5 separate regions of the Mus musculus genome follow, and all the other regions are linked to region 1. Evidence: chromatin contacts called from public HiCAR-type, HiChIP or PLAC-seq and promoter capture Hi-C data. All regions are on one chromosome and are shown on one strand. Each heading gives the region's core, a stretch centred on a gene start, on an enhancer-like site or on the middle of the called end of the contact. The rest is flanking DNA. Distances are from core to core; before and after follow the strand shown.

Evidence for each region. Promoter capture Hi-C pulls out the DNA fragments that hold promoters and counts their contacts. HiCAR-type assays count read pairs that join an accessible place to other places. HiChIP or PLAC-seq counts read pairs in DNA pulled down with a chosen protein or histone mark.
Region 2: a promoter capture Hi-C map of 3T3-L1-derived adipocytes shows a contact between it and region 1, with 6 times the contacts expected there. The contact joins the promoter of Tbc1d4 here to the promoter of Fbxl3 in region 1. A contact is called at or near these places in 6 of 39 promoter capture datasets (the 3T3-L1 cell line, 3T3-L1-derived adipocytes, embryonic stem cells and 2 more).
Region 3: a contact with region 1 is called in an H3K4me3 HiChIP or PLAC-seq map of forebrain, with 9 times the contacts expected there. The contact joins the enhancer-like site here to the promoter of Fbxl3 in region 1. A contact is called at or near these places in 3 of 39 promoter capture datasets (the 3T3-L1 cell line, cranial neural crest and hippocampal neurons), 2 of 484 Hi-C or Micro-C datasets (both in cortical neurons), 5 of 115 datasets of contacts at active chromatin or transcription factors (craniofacial prominence, embryonic limb bud, embryonic midbrain and 2 more) and 1 of 9 other capture datasets (adipose tissue).
Region 4: a promoter capture Hi-C map of embryonic stem cells shows a contact between it and region 1, with 6 times the contacts expected there. The contact joins the promoter of Lmo7 here to the promoter of Fbxl3 in region 1. A contact is called at or near these places in 8 of 39 promoter capture datasets (the 3T3-L1 cell line, the SN4741 cell line, embryonic stem cells and 5 more), 4 of 115 datasets of contacts at active chromatin or transcription factors (astrocytes, embryonic forebrain, embryonic stem cells and 1 more) and 1 of 9 other capture datasets (adipose tissue).
Region 5: a HiCAR-type map of kidney shows a contact between it and region 1, with 5 times the contacts expected there. The contact joins the enhancer-like site here to the promoter of Fbxl3 in region 1. A contact is called at or near these places in 2 of 39 promoter capture datasets (cranial neural crest and hippocampal neurons) and 4 of 115 datasets of contacts at active chromatin or transcription factors (astrocytes, extraembryonic endoderm stem cells, hepatocytes and 1 more).

Annotation. Positions count from the first base shown.
Region 1 is chr14:103,098,092-103,100,791 of GRCm38.p6, reverse strand. It overlaps Fbxl3 (F-box and leucine-rich repeat protein 3), which reads left to right and starts at 1,260. Exons shown (of 5, transcript NM_015822.3): 1 at 1,260-1,630.
Region 2 is chr14:101,607,902-101,610,601 of GRCm38.p6, reverse strand. It overlaps Tbc1d4 (TBC1 domain family, member 4), which reads left to right and starts at 1,411. Exons shown (of 19, transcript NM_001081278.2): 1 at 1,411-2,639. The coding sequence starts at 2,142.
Region 3 is chr14:101,945,613-101,948,312 of GRCm38.p6, reverse strand. No RefSeq gene overlaps it. Among named protein-coding and RNA genes, the nearest start is that of Lmo7, 220 kb to the right of the region's middle. Within about 2 kb of position 1,427, at least 24 of the 459 cell types and tissues checked have an H3K27ac peak or open chromatin away from gene starts, as enhancers often do. A contact at or near this core is called in cortical neurons, forebrain and hippocampal neurons, where this site is marked.
Region 4 is chr14:101,728,505-101,731,204 of GRCm38.p6, reverse strand. It overlaps Lmo7 (LIM domain only 7), which reads right to left and starts at 1,277. Exons shown (of 31, transcript NM_201529.2): 1 at 980-1,277. The coding sequence starts at 1,048. It overlaps Gm9922 (predicted gene 9922), which reads left to right and starts at 1,477. Exons shown (of 2, transcript NR_168926.1): 1 at 1,477-1,693; 2 at 1,816-2,700.
Region 5 is chr14:101,851,696-101,854,395 of GRCm38.p6, reverse strand. The region is part of intron 4 of Lmo7 (LIM domain only 7); the gene reads right to left. Among named protein-coding and RNA genes, the nearest start is that of Lmo7, 120 kb to the right of the region's middle. Within about 2 kb of position 1,370, at least 47 of the 459 cell types and tissues checked have an H3K27ac peak or open chromatin away from gene starts, as enhancers often do. A contact at or near this core is called in hepatocytes and kidney, where this site is marked.

The DNA.
Region 1 (2,700 bases), core at 11-2,510:
GTGTGACAGAACCTGTTCTCATGACTTCATCTTTTAAAAAATATAATAATTTACTCTGGGCTAGAGAGACAGCTTAGCAGTTAAGAGTGCTTGCTGTTCTTCCAGCTGATCTGAGTTCAGTTCCCAGCGCTCAGGATGAGTGGCTCACATCTGCCTGTAAATAACTCCAGCTCCAAGGAATCCAACATCCACTCCAGACACCACGGGCACTGCACTCAAATGCGCGCGCCGCGCGCACACGCGCACACTCACACCTACAACAAAACGAAAAGCTTATAAAATTAATAGTAAATTAAAAACAAGTACATAAAAGCATTTTAAAGTTCAGCATGTTTTTGTTCCGTGTGGTGGCACATTTCTTCAATCTCAGCATTGAGCAGGCTGAGGTTGGTGGATCTCAGAGTTCCAAGCCAGCCTGATCTACAAAATGAAAATCAGTATAAAGAAAACTGAGGAGGGTAGGAAACGAAAGAGAGAGAAGAGATCTTTACTTTGGAGAAATAACACAGAAAAAGCAGAAGGCATGGTATACAGCTAACCTTAAGATTTTCTGGGGACTTTTCTTATTTTAGGAAAAACTCAGTATCTCCAAGTCCAAACTTAAAAAAAAAAAAGTCAAATATTTGATAGCATTTAAAAGACTCCTTGACTTACAAAACGCTCCACCACCCGGGAGCGAGGAGTGGGGGTTGTCTTTTTTTAATTAGCCATCTGCTTCTTCACACTTTACGTGTTTCTGAAAAGAAATCTCAGACTTGGGGGTTCTGTTTCATAAGTAAATGTGATTTTGAAAAAGTTATGACTCATTAAAAAAAAGCCTTGGAAAAATGGAAATGCAAATATTGTCTTAAGAAACCCGTAGTGATCGCAACGTCCACCACGTTGATTTATTTATTCTTTTTCTAGGTACAGACAGCAACCTCAGAGGCTCCCTTGGCCGCGCCCTCCTCGCGGAGGTGGGTCGCTGTCAGGTGATGTTTACGTCCGGTAGGGGTGCGTCCCGCCCTGCAGACACTCCCTCCGCCTTTGGCGTCGGCTCCCCCGCCCTAAACTTTCCGGTTTTAACCCTGGGAAAGGCCAGCCACGTCTGGCGAACACCAACCCGCCCACATTCCGCCCCTAAACAAACTTGGCCAGGGACAGCCCGGGAGGCTGGAGCCGCCTCGGTGCGCGCGCCCGGCCAGCCCCTTCGGCCGCGCGCCCGCCCCCTCGGGCGGGGACGCGCAGGGGCAAGCGCGCGGCCGCGAACTGCGGGCGCCATTTTGGATTCCCTAACTGGGCCGAAGCTTCGGGCTCGCTGCTGTCGATCGCTGCTCGCCTAGGGCGTCTCGGGCGGGCGACGAGGAGGTGCCGGGGCGAAGGACACAGACCGCGCGGGACAGAGAAGGGACGCGACGCTCTCCTCCCCACACACCGGGGCAGCCGGAGCCGCAAAGGTGGAGCCGCGTCGGCGCCCGCCGCGGGACCAGCGTCTCGGATGCGGGCGGAGCGCGGGGGGCCGCGACGGCGGGAGCTCGGAGACGGGGCCCCGGGAGGCCTCATGTGAGAGGCGCGGGAGCCGCCGCCGCCGCTGCCGCCGTCGTCCGCGCGGCCCGGGGTGCTGTGTGGGGGAAGCCGCCCCCGGCAGCAGGTACGGCGGAGGTTCGGGGCCGCAGCCCGGAGTCGGGCGGGGAGGTCGGCGGCGGCGGCCGGGGGCGCGCGCGGGGCGCGACGGGAACAACGCCCCGCCCCGCCGCGCCCGGGCCTCGGTGTCTGTCAACAAGGCGTGGCCGGCGCGGCGCGCGCTCGGTGGCCGCGCGTGGCGGGGCAGCGAGGAGGACGGGCTCCTCCGGGCTCGCCCTGGGCGGCGCGGGTGCAGGCGGCTGGAAAGCCCGGGGGCCTGGGCGGTCAGTGTGTGCGGAAGCCGGGCCGGGGAGGCGCACGGTGGAAAACTTGGTGAACTTAGGGGCAGCCGCCCGGGTCGCGTGCTGCAGACCACCACCCGGAAGCCGCCCGGGCAGGGCATCGCCGAGCCGCGTGCGAGGTGAGAGCGGGCGGCGGTTTTGTTGGTAATGGTGCCTATCCCACTTGCCCAGATGTTTGTATCTTTTGCTTACACCAAAAGGCGAATTTAAAAAAAAAATGTCCCTGTAGATGTTAAAATGTCTGTAACCCGCCCCGTGTTACCTGTGTGCCGGCTCCCGGTTGTGTCTTGTCTGTGTGTCCAGTCCCAGTTCATCTATATCCACTGTGCTCTCACCATTCTGAGAGTTAATCTTTTTCGTATTGTTCCATTCTTGTATTTCAGCCAAAGAATGTGTGTTAGGTTTCCTTCTATGAAAAACAAAACAAAAGGGCATATGCAAATGTAATGCCAGAACGGGACTTTTAAACCTAAAGTACAAATTTTTTAAAAAATATTTTTTGCATGTCCAGAATATGTAAATGTTTAAAGACAGTAAGGGAAGTTTGGCTCTTGGTTTCAGTTTAAGGAAATGTTTGATTAGCTCACTAATTCTTGGTGATGCTCAAGTTACTGGGTGTCCCTCATTAGTTGCATCTTGGACACTTGATGTAAACACTAGCTAAAGTTGTTGCCACCATACTTTCTCTGGGTTCTTGAAACACTGCAATAAATCAAAACTGCTGGAGCCCAGTTTTCTGTGCTTAGGAAATCGCATTGATATTTAGTGTCCTGTTTTATACACCACACTCTTCCTG
Region 2 (2,700 bases), core at 162-2,661, 1.5 Mb after region 1:
CCAGTGGGGCTCCAAACACAGTCCTAGTCCGCACACTGATTGACTTGGAGGGACCACTAAGGCTTCTCTAACTGAGCCATGGCTTTTTTTCTTTTCCTTCTCTTTCACAAGTGTCAGAGGTGCGACTTAGGGAAATGAGATCTGTGCACGAAGTCTGCTGTAATCTTAGACAATTTCTATCTCTGTTCTCAGAGTGTTTAATTCCTCCTTGAAGACTTGAGTTGTATTTTCCACAGAGATTTTTTTTTCATGTTAAAGTAAACGACTTCAACCAATTGATAACATCTTCATCCTGGAACATAGATGGTTCTTAAAAAGAGGCTAGCTATGTGGTGGTCCCAGAAGTGTAGCATATTTGACCCTATTGACTTTGTCTGAACAGGAAGCAAAATGACCCTAGAGAAAATCACAAGACCACTAAATACAAAACAAAACCCTGGAGTTTTCATTTTTTCTTCTAAGCACCTGGAAAAAAGTAAGTCTAAAGTTTCCTCCTGCTGGGCAGTGGTGGCACATGCCTGTAATCCCAGCACTCGGGAGGCAGAGGCAGGTGGATCTGAGTTCGAAGCCAGCCTGGTCTACATAGTGAGTTCCAGGACAGCCAAGACTGCACAGAGAAACCCTGTCTCGAAAAACAAAATAAAACAAAAACCCCTAAAGTTTCCTCCTTTATTTTGGTTTTTCTCCTGCTCATTCCTTATCATCCAGCAAAGGTATAACGAAGGTATGAGAGTTCACCGAGGATGGTGGTACATTCCTATAATCCCAGGTCTTGGAAAACTGAGGCAGGAGGATAGAGTGTACCAAGTCAACCTGTACTATCTAGGAAGGAGACTTTGACTTAAAAATACTAACACTAAACACACAGCAGCACCAATAACAAAACCCATTTAAAATGCTAGAATGGAAAAGGAATTATATTTTACTGTTTTGTTTTAAAATTACAATAATCAAATTATCCCTAATTTTTTTGAAATATGTATTCTCATATGTAAAAGGGAAGAATTTTGCACTAGCTCTGAAATGGGCATGGGTAAAGAAGTTTAACTTCTGTGTATTTTAAGAAGTTAGCTGCACTAAGAAATGGGAAGATTCATATCAAGCAATGTTGAAATTTAAAGTGAATATTGGAATGTATTTTATCATAGAATTGTGATCAAATCCTGATGAGTCCTTGAGATTAAGAAAAAGGATGCAGAACATAGTAATATTCAGGCTTTAGACAGAATAAAACTAAGCAAATATTGCTCAAAAACAAAATCCCAGCGCCCCACTGCGAATGGCCCCTCTCCAGGGGGCAGTAGAGTCTCCAGGAGGAGAGAGGCCAGCCTGCTCCGGGAAGTGCCCTCGCCAAGCTGGGTACGACTGCCCCCCGAGGCGAGATGAGGGGCGGAGGCCGGAGGAGGAGGCAGGGAGGCGACCTCAGCTTCTTGGCAAAGCTCTGCGCCCGTAGACTAGAGGCGGAGTAGCAGCCGGCTTTAAAGTAGCAGCCTGGGAGGAAGGAAGGAAGGAGCGAGCGAGGGAGGGACGGGAACCCTGGAGGAGGAGCAGCGAGCTGGGCTGCAGAATCGGCGGGTGCAGGAGCTGCCTGCTCGAGGCCACGTTTGTTTTTGTTATTTTCCATTGGACTAGTTCTCCAGGACTGAGCGGGCCGCAAGCGGGCACCCCCGACCTTCCAGGTGACAGCCGGTCACCCTGCTAGGAGTCAGCTCCGCCCCAGTCGCCCCTTCCCGCCCACAGCTCCACTCTCCGCCCAGCCTTCCCGTGCCAGCGCTGGGTGAGCGCGCCGGCCGCAGCGGGCTGCAGGAGCAGGAGCCCGAGCAGGATCGAGAGACCGCGGCTGCCCTGGTCCCGGACCCCAAGGACGGACCGGCGGCTGGAGAACAGACCTGCCCTGGGGCGCGATCTCCAGGAAGGAGGATGCGCGCGTGAGCCTGGGTCTCCCGCTAGTCCACTGAGCTGCAGCCAAAGGCTCGGAGCCGCGCCCGGGGAAGTGTCGCATGGGGCAGGGCCGCTGAAGCACGGACTTTAAGAACTGGTGGCACCAAGGCAGGCGCGGGGGCCTGGGGCGACAGTTAGCAGTTTCCTCGGCTCCTGCACAGTGAGAGTTGGGGGCGCGGTGCCCTCGCTAGGCGCGAGTTATGGAGTCGCCTAGCTGCATTCAGGATGAGCCTTTCCCGCACCCCCTGGAGCCTGAGCCGAGTGCCCCAGCACAGCCAGGTGCCACCAAGCCTGGCGACAAGCGCTTCCGGCTATGGTACGTGGGAGGGTCTTGCTTGGATCGCAGGACCACGCTACCCATGCTCCCTTGGCTCATGGCCGAGATCCGTCGGCGCAGCCAGAAGCCCGATGCGGGCGGCTGCGGGGCGCCCGCAGCCCGGGAGGTGATCCTGGTGCTCAGCGCCCCCTTTCTGCGTTGTGTCCCTGCGCCGGGTGCCGGGGTCGGCGGGGGCGCAGGCTCCGGGGCTGTGCAGCCCAACACCGGGGTGTTCATCTTCGAGCACAAGGCTCAGCACATCTCGCGCTTCATCCACAACAGTCACGACCTCACCTACTTTGCCTATTTGATCAAGGCGCAGCCCGACGACCCCGAGTCACAGATGGCCTGCCACGTTTTCCGCGCCACGGATCCTAACCAGGTAAGTTGTGGGTGCCAGGGGGCGGGACTGGGGCCACCCGGACTGGCAAGGCAGGGGCCTC
Region 3 (2,700 bases), core at 178-2,677, 1.2 Mb after region 1:
GACTGCAACACTGTACTCACATATATAAAATAAATAAATCTTTTTTTAAAAGAACCAGGGGTAAATGATAGCTATAATGAAACAGTGTTTTTCAGACACAAGGCAGATGGACATATGAGATCACAGCAACTGTGACTGTACCAGAAACACATAGGAGGGATCAAGCCAATGAAAATCCCAGCATGAGTGGGGAAAGGGATCCATGGAGCTCTTCCATTCAATAGCTCTGAGGAGCTGTTGGCAATTGGTAGCTGCTAGGGGAAGGGGAGTCAGTTTCCTTCATGGATGTAGCCCCTGAAAAGCTGCCCATGCCCCAGGATACAGTCCTACACTCATGCACACACAGCTAACCAACACTAAGTGAACTCAATGAGTGTATAAGCCACGAGCACATGAAGTAGGGAGGCAAAGGACAATGCTGGGAACAGGGGAGGAACTGAAAGGGAGAGAAATGTGGATTTCTATGCATGCATGAATTTCTCAAAAATAATAAAAAAATAGATGTAACTGTTAAGTGGTAAGAGACAAAGACCCTTCAAATAAAAAGATGATTTTTAGGAAACACACTGTTACAAGAGATCTAATGGAGGCTCATGGAAAACCCCCAGCTGAGGTTGGGAAAGGGAATATGACAGAAGAGGGAAGGCAGGCCATGGTGAGTGTCATAGCATTTGCAACGACAGGGGGACAGGCAAGGCCAGGAGGTAGTTAACAAGAGTGGTACACTATCTGGGGACAGACAACACAGGCATCTATCTGTGCTGGTCTAGCAGACTACCGTCAGAGCAAGTGAATCCAATATCCATCTCCCAAATAATTTCATGGTTTAATTTTGATATTTAATATAATCAAGGCTTCTGAGCTTTTATGGAATTGGAATCACTCATGCACAGTGCGAAATATTTCCATGACATCACCTCCCTTCTGTGACAACAGTGATGGGGAGACGCTGTCTGCAGTCCCAGTGGTGGGAGGGTTCCATGGTGGCTATGGGAACTGGCAGGGAACGGTACAGAACCCCGCTTAAGTGTAGTCACTTAATGCATGTTGCAGTCCTAGCTCTGCCAGTTGCCAGCTGGGTGACTTTCGCTTATCCTCAGTTTCACGATCTCTCTAGATAATTTTGGACGCCACCCAGGGTGCAGAGTTTGATGTAGTTATTATTAAAAGGAACGGGTTGCGCCGTGCCTTTGCACACGGTAAGCACTAGATAAATGCTAAGCGTTGTCGTATGCGTGTAATAAAGGCAATGCTCAAACATGAGAGCTTACAGTGCGTCCGAAGATTCTATCAGAATTACAACTTTATTTCAAATTTTACATTTTGTAATATAGATTTTCATTATTTCTGGTGTCTAAAAGGCACACACTTCAGGGATTGTATTTGCCTGCCCCCTAGTGTTAAGAGGAGCTCACTTCAGCAGACGGTTGGGCTACGCTCCTAAAGGGCTCTTTTGCGGATTAGAAAGGGGAAACCTGGGGGCGATGAAGTGAAGGCCGTCATGTCTGAAGGGTGGGGCTGGAACCTCAATCTCAGAACTCTTCCCTTCCTCATGTTCTTCCTCAAACCAGTACAAGGATATATGAATGTGTGTGATGGTTAAAAAATAGCTTGAAAAACTAAAGCAACTTGGACAAATTCAATAACCACACGCCATGTTCTGTTCATTCAAAACGTCAGTCACTGCTCCAGACCGCTACATGAGCTGTATTATAATGACCATTTTTTTCGGAGGGGAGAAACTGGGGTACAAGGAGATGAGATTTGTTAGGCTGCTCTTCATGATGCAAACAACTACAGAAATAAAGAAAACCAGGCAGCTCTAATGTTGATGGGGGATGTCAATGGTAGAAAAACGGATCAAAAGCTCCAATAGGATGGAACCTTCAACTGATGTTGTCTAAACTTCTGAGAGCTCTCTCTGCAGAAAAGGCAGTGAGTGGCGACGTCTCTAAAGTAGCTTAGGCTAGGAAAAGGTTCTTGTGTGTTCTGCATACTTTACAAATGGGGTTTATATGGTTTTTAAAAGACTTGGCTGACCAGGGCAGGGCAGGCTGGGAAGTAACTCAGTTGGTAAAATCTTTTCTTTGTTGTGTATGACCCTCAGCAACCACAGAAACAAAGCTGAGGTCGGTGTCACCCCAATAACCCAAGTGCTAGGGCAGCAAAGGTGGCCATGATGTGTACCCTTATACTCTTGAAGCTAGAGAGACAGAGATAGGGTAATCAGGGCTTGCTGACCAGCCAGTCTAGCCAACACGTAAGCTCTGGGTTCAATAGCAGATCCTGTCTCACAAAGTAAAAGTGAGAGTGACTGAGGAAGACACCTGACATGACCTGTGGCTTGCTCACACGAAAACCACGGGGATCAAAGGGCAGGGTCAAGTGTGTCCTCAAGGAATGTTAATTCCTGAGCTTCATGGCACTTCACTCTACATTTTCAGTAAAACACCATCCCTGAGCAGTTGTGTTCACAGCATGGACCCATGGTCCACACTGGTGAGGCCTGACATGGAGATGGGAAATCTGTCTACACTGCCTTCTGTGGATATTACATTAGTATATTAGTATAATAGATTATATTAGTATATTGGTATACTCGATTATATTAGTGTCAAGAAAAAAATCCATGCAGTTGGGCTTCTCTTTCTACAATGGCTTCAGAGTTGGGTAGGAATAGCTGCTCATCACAGCATAGGT
Region 4 (2,700 bases), core at 28-2,527, 1.4 Mb after region 1:
TGCTAGAGACCCAAAAGCAGGTCCTCAAGCTAGTGGGACCCTACATGTATTTCTTTAAAACATAAAATAAAATGACTTTTAAAGAACTAGCTTCCCCTATATTCTTAGTAGCCTAATTTGAATTTTTAGGTAGATTGAGGGGCTGCAGGCGTGATTCAGGAGTAGCCGCTCTTATCTAGCATGTCCCAGGCCCTGAATTAAATTCCCTAGCTGTTGGATAAAACAGCATGTGGCACCACTAACTCCAAAATGACGTCAGGGTTGGTGTGGGCAACAATTTTATAACCATCAGTTATTCTGAGTCCCACTTTGGGAAGGATTCTTTTGACCCATCCGGAAAGTCACCTCATAAGTCTAGAGTTGTAACTCGGTACTAGAGCCCAGGTGTGGGGTGCCTTGAGTTCATTCACAAGCACAACCCACCTAGGTGGTCAGCAACGGAATAAAACAGGCTAGTCCGAAGGCGACCATGTAGAGACTATCTCTCCTTCGTGACAATAAAAGGAACAGAAGATCTTGTCTGTGAGGCACAGCTGGAAGAATAACAAGCCGTCTGTAAAGGAGCTTAGGATATTTTAGTTTCTCAACTGGAGAGGAAGAGAGCGGGAGAGGGAAGGATGGCAGCCCCCCAACTCTCTAGGCTCACACCCCGTGCTGAATACACTGGCTACCCAGGTGCGTGATAAGCAACTGCATCCCGAAGAAATGCGCCCGAGGTCCCCAGCCTAGCTCTGTGCCCCGCTTTTTGGGAAGTGCGATACCCAAACCTGGTGGACAAGCGCTGGGAGATCTGCAAGAAAGTCTGAGGAGGGCTAGGCATCAGAAGACTAGAGAGGGAAATTTTGCACTGTACCCAAAACTGCCTCTTTACTCAGCCTAGGTCACCGGACGGACGTAAGCTCAGATTGGTGGGAAACCCAAGAAGACTCAGGCACGGAAAGTGTAAATTCATCTGTAAAGAACTGGAAAAGACACTCACCTCCACCCATCTCTGAGCCTCTGCGAATGCAACAGAGCAATCGGCCTCGGCGTCCTCCATCCCTTCCATGTCTAGGGCAAGAGAGGGAGAGGAGCAGCTCAGTGGGTGCGCGCCGGGACCCAGAGCTCCCACGCCACGCGTCCCCCGCCCTTTGTAGCGACGTGCAGTTTGAGTTCAGGAACCTAGAAGAATTTGCAGGAGTTGCTTTCTCCAAACTCTAGAAATCGGCTCAAGTTCAGCCTGACTGGAGCAGGAGGAGGTGAAGAGGCAACTGGAAGCGGTGTGCAGAAGGAGCCGGGACTCCTGGGAACTTCAAAAGTCGCAAGCGCTGTCACCGCCCTCGACAGTAGCCCCGCCCCGGCCCACCCCCTACGGGCCGGTCCCAGCTTCCGTCCTTGCCCCTCGCCAGGGTCCTTGCAGCCACCTCTCTGGTCAGAATTATCTGGGCGGGGAGATGCGCCCCAGCCGGCATCCTTCCCGCCTCTACCCGCCTTCCCAGTCCCGGGCTCTCTCGGGAGGCGGCGCCCCTTCTGCCTGCGGCCTGACATACCAGGAATAGCTGCACACAATTGCACCTTTCCGGGCCAAGAAACTTCCCCCGCGGGGACGCGGAGCCACCAGGCCTCCACGCCACTACCCTCCGGCTCCACGGAGCTCGCTGACCGGTCCCAGATGCTGCGCGGTCCCCGCTACTGCCCCGGCTTCCGGCCGCAGGTGAGGGTACCGGCCTGGGCACTGGCGGCTGGTCCCCTAGTCTGGGCTGGCGTCGCTCCTCCCCCGATCGCAGGTGGGTCCGTGGGGAAGACCTGTGGCTTCATTTCCCCTCTCGCCTCAAGGGTACGGTGAACCGAAGGAACTTGGCTTTTCTCCCACCTCTCCTGCCTGCTTGGCCCAGTTCTGGACATTGGCCCGCCCTCCCCCGGAGAATCAAAACCTGTACCCTTCGTGGTGTGGCAAAGGTGACTGGTTATTCAGAGTGAGCAGAGAGTTTGAGTAAGTGCTCGGGGCCTGGCCAGCAAAGTGCACAGGTGGTCCAATGCCCCGCGATCTCTCCAAGGAAACTCTGGGGACTCTCTGGGCTCCAACCAGGGTACTTGACCTATGGAAGAAGATAAGATCAGCCCTTCTTTTCTGGAGGAGACGCAACATTTCATTCTTTTTTTCTTTTCTTTTTTTTTTCTTTTTTTTCTTTGTGTGTGTGTGTGTGTGTGTGTGTGATTAAAGAAATTTTCAAACGTATGGCAGAGAATCTTGTCTACGGAAACAGCCTAGCTTCTGTTTAATGATCATTAGCACTTGGGCTTATCTCACTATAGAGAGGTTTAAAGTAGGATACATTTCAGCTCTAAATATCCCAGGATACAGTTCATCTTTAACGAACACTATCCTGCAATATCATAGACCATTTTCACATGTAACTAAATAAAGCCAATAAAATTGCTAATCAACCGGGCTCGGATTTCCCTAGGATGCCAAAGCGTCCTTTGCAGCTGACTTACCTAGACCTCGAGGCAATCAGAGAATCTGCATTCCGTTTGATTGCGGATTTTTTACCCTAGAAGGGCCTCCTCCTCAAGCCCCTTCTTCCTTTTTTGGAATGGCATCGTGTGTTGAAAGAAACAAGTTGCCTTCTGGATTTGTCTTATGGCTTCTTTGTGGTGTCTTCACCACATTTCTCTCCCAGTACTTCCTGCCTCCTGGAAGTTAGATCTAAAGGCTGG
Region 5 (2,700 bases), core at 121-2,620, 1.2 Mb after region 1:
GTTTCATATCTGCCAAGCAACCAACCTATCAGCTTGAAGTTTACACACATATCAAGCAAAATGTCACCATTTCAAATCTCCACACCTGCACACAGTATCTTTTTCTTCATATACATGTGTGTGTGTGTGTAATCTGTTTTATATGTATAGATAACTATAAAGCTCAGATAGATACATCATCAAATTGCACCCATCCAGTAGTTAGAGAACTATTCTTATTTTTATTTTCCTGCAATATTTTCAGCTTGGACAAATATCAGCTTTGTGTGACTTTGGTAATCTAAAAGATTACATTGACAAAGGAAAAGTTCCATGAGGACTTCTTCCTGTTGGTGGTGGGTTGGTTATTCACGTAGACCATAGAAATAGTTTCTAAGGGCTTGGTGAGCCAACGGGAGCTCCCTGCAAGGAGTTCAGAGCTTGACTCATGCCTTGGACTTTGCTCTTTGGCGTCACTGTCTGATCCCCATCCCCCACCCCTAACTGTCCTCCCCTGCGCCACCCCTTGTAACCACAGCAGAGTTTCATCTTACTGGAATTAGACTGTGCTATTTATTGTTACACTTGATGTTCTGTGGTGACCACCTGTTTAAAACTCCAGTGGCTACAGGGATAGCAGGACTTAGAGGCAGCATACTGTAGGGGTTTTTTCTTCTTTAGTCCAGTAAAATAGGTAATGTAACCAACTTATCTTTTCCATAGAATCTGGGCTTTAGGGTTAGTTTCAAATTAGCAATCGTTAAAGCTTTGTATAAATTTTCATAGACCTAAGTGATGGCAATTATAATATCTTATTTTGGATTTTCTTATTCAGAAGTCAGTTTACTTGAAGTTAAAGATAAAAGGATCTGTAAATTTTTGTTGTTTTTCAAAAAGCTAAGCAAAATGGAGTGAGAAACCAGTAAACAAGGAACTATCTAAATAAAAGGTATTTATTAGGTCTATTTTTAGACAAGTTCCATTTCACTCTACAAAGGTCAAAGTGTGGCAGTGTGGTCCCTGGCAATTTAGATTAGTAAAGTTTTATAACTCTCACCTTATACTAACTAGGTCTGCTCCATCATCATGACAAACAATACGCTTGAACATTCATAAATATATGAATTTACAAAGACATTTATGTAAGCCAATCAATAAAATTCAAATACCTGGTTATTTCTCAACTATAGTTCACCCAGCCTAAAACACATGGGTTAGCACTTAACATTCCTACAACTAGAAAACCATAAAGTTCAATGATCTTGAATTTGATGACACATTTTACTATTTCCACTTGAAGTAAGTTAAAAACAAAGCAGGAAGAGAATCTGAAGATCAGAACGCACAGGTATTTGGCAGGCGTGTGATGTGGGAGTGTCGATCAAGTTTACAAATTTGAGTTAGGGTAAACCTGGCACAGCTAAAAATAGACTTTTGACAATGTTAGGCACACAGCACAAGAAAGCAAAATAGAAGTCCAATTTCCAATGCTATTTAAGTCTGTTTAGGCAACACGGCAGAAGGAGACAACCAATGACTGAAAGCCCAAACTTTGATTATTTGCCCAAGGTCACAGTGCTGAGGAAGTTTGTCTTCTTTCTGCTTCAGTTCCCCTCAGGCATCTGAAGCAAAGGGGAGAGTGACTGGCTGTGTCTCATTTAGAAGCAAGCAGCGAGCCACCTGACAGAGTCTAACAACCCTCATCCAATGTGTTGAAACCTGAGTGAGTACAGCAACATTTCTGAGGTGCTCAGGACCCTCTGACACAGTGATTTCCTCATGTTGTTGCTACACCTCACTCCAATCCACCCTGGCCTTAGAGGTCACAGCGATGAGTCACGACAAAGCCCCTTAACAACCCAAACCAAAAATTAATTAAGCTTTTTCTCTTCTTTGTTCAAGGTACAAGGTAAGTTGTTTATCTTCTCTGCTCATAGGTTTGGAATCTATAGATAATGAATGTTACGTATTCATTGGGTGCTGTTTTAAAGGTAGCAGAGGAAAGGTCCACAGGTGAGGACCCAGGGAGTACCCCCACCTATACCTCACTACAAATCTAGCCCAGCCCCTCAGCCCAACAAAAACACTATTCCTGTCCATACGGGAAGGTATCACATCCAAACCCAATGGTCTACCTACAGCTTAAGCCATAGTCTTCAATAAAGTAGTTATGATTCTCCACCATTTCTTTTTTTTTTTAATCTTTTTGTTGTTGTTGTTTTGTTTTGTTTTGTTTTTCGAGACAGGGTTTCTCTGTGTAGCCCTGGCTGTCCTGGAACTCACTCTGTAGACCAGGCTGGCCTCGAACTCAGAAATCCACCTGCCTCTGCTTCCCAAGTGCTGGGATTAAAGGCGTGCGCCACCACTCCACCATTTCTTAGTGGAGACATTACGGTCACTTCTCAGTAATCTGGGATGCTGCATGCTATGGCTACCTACAGCTAATAATAATGATGCTCATACTGTCTGCGGTGGTTTGAATGAGAATGGTCCCTATAAACTCATAGATTTGAGTACTTGGTCATCAGGGAATGGCACTAGTTGAAAGGATTAGGAGGCTGGAGGGAAGCAATTCACTGGAGATAGGCTTTAAGGTTTTCAAAAGCCTAAACCAAGCCCAGTGGCTGTCTTGCTGCTGCCTGCAGATCTGGATGTAGAACTCTCAGCTACTTCTCCAGCAACATGTCTGCCACTCTGCCCTCCATGCTGATAATGGACCAA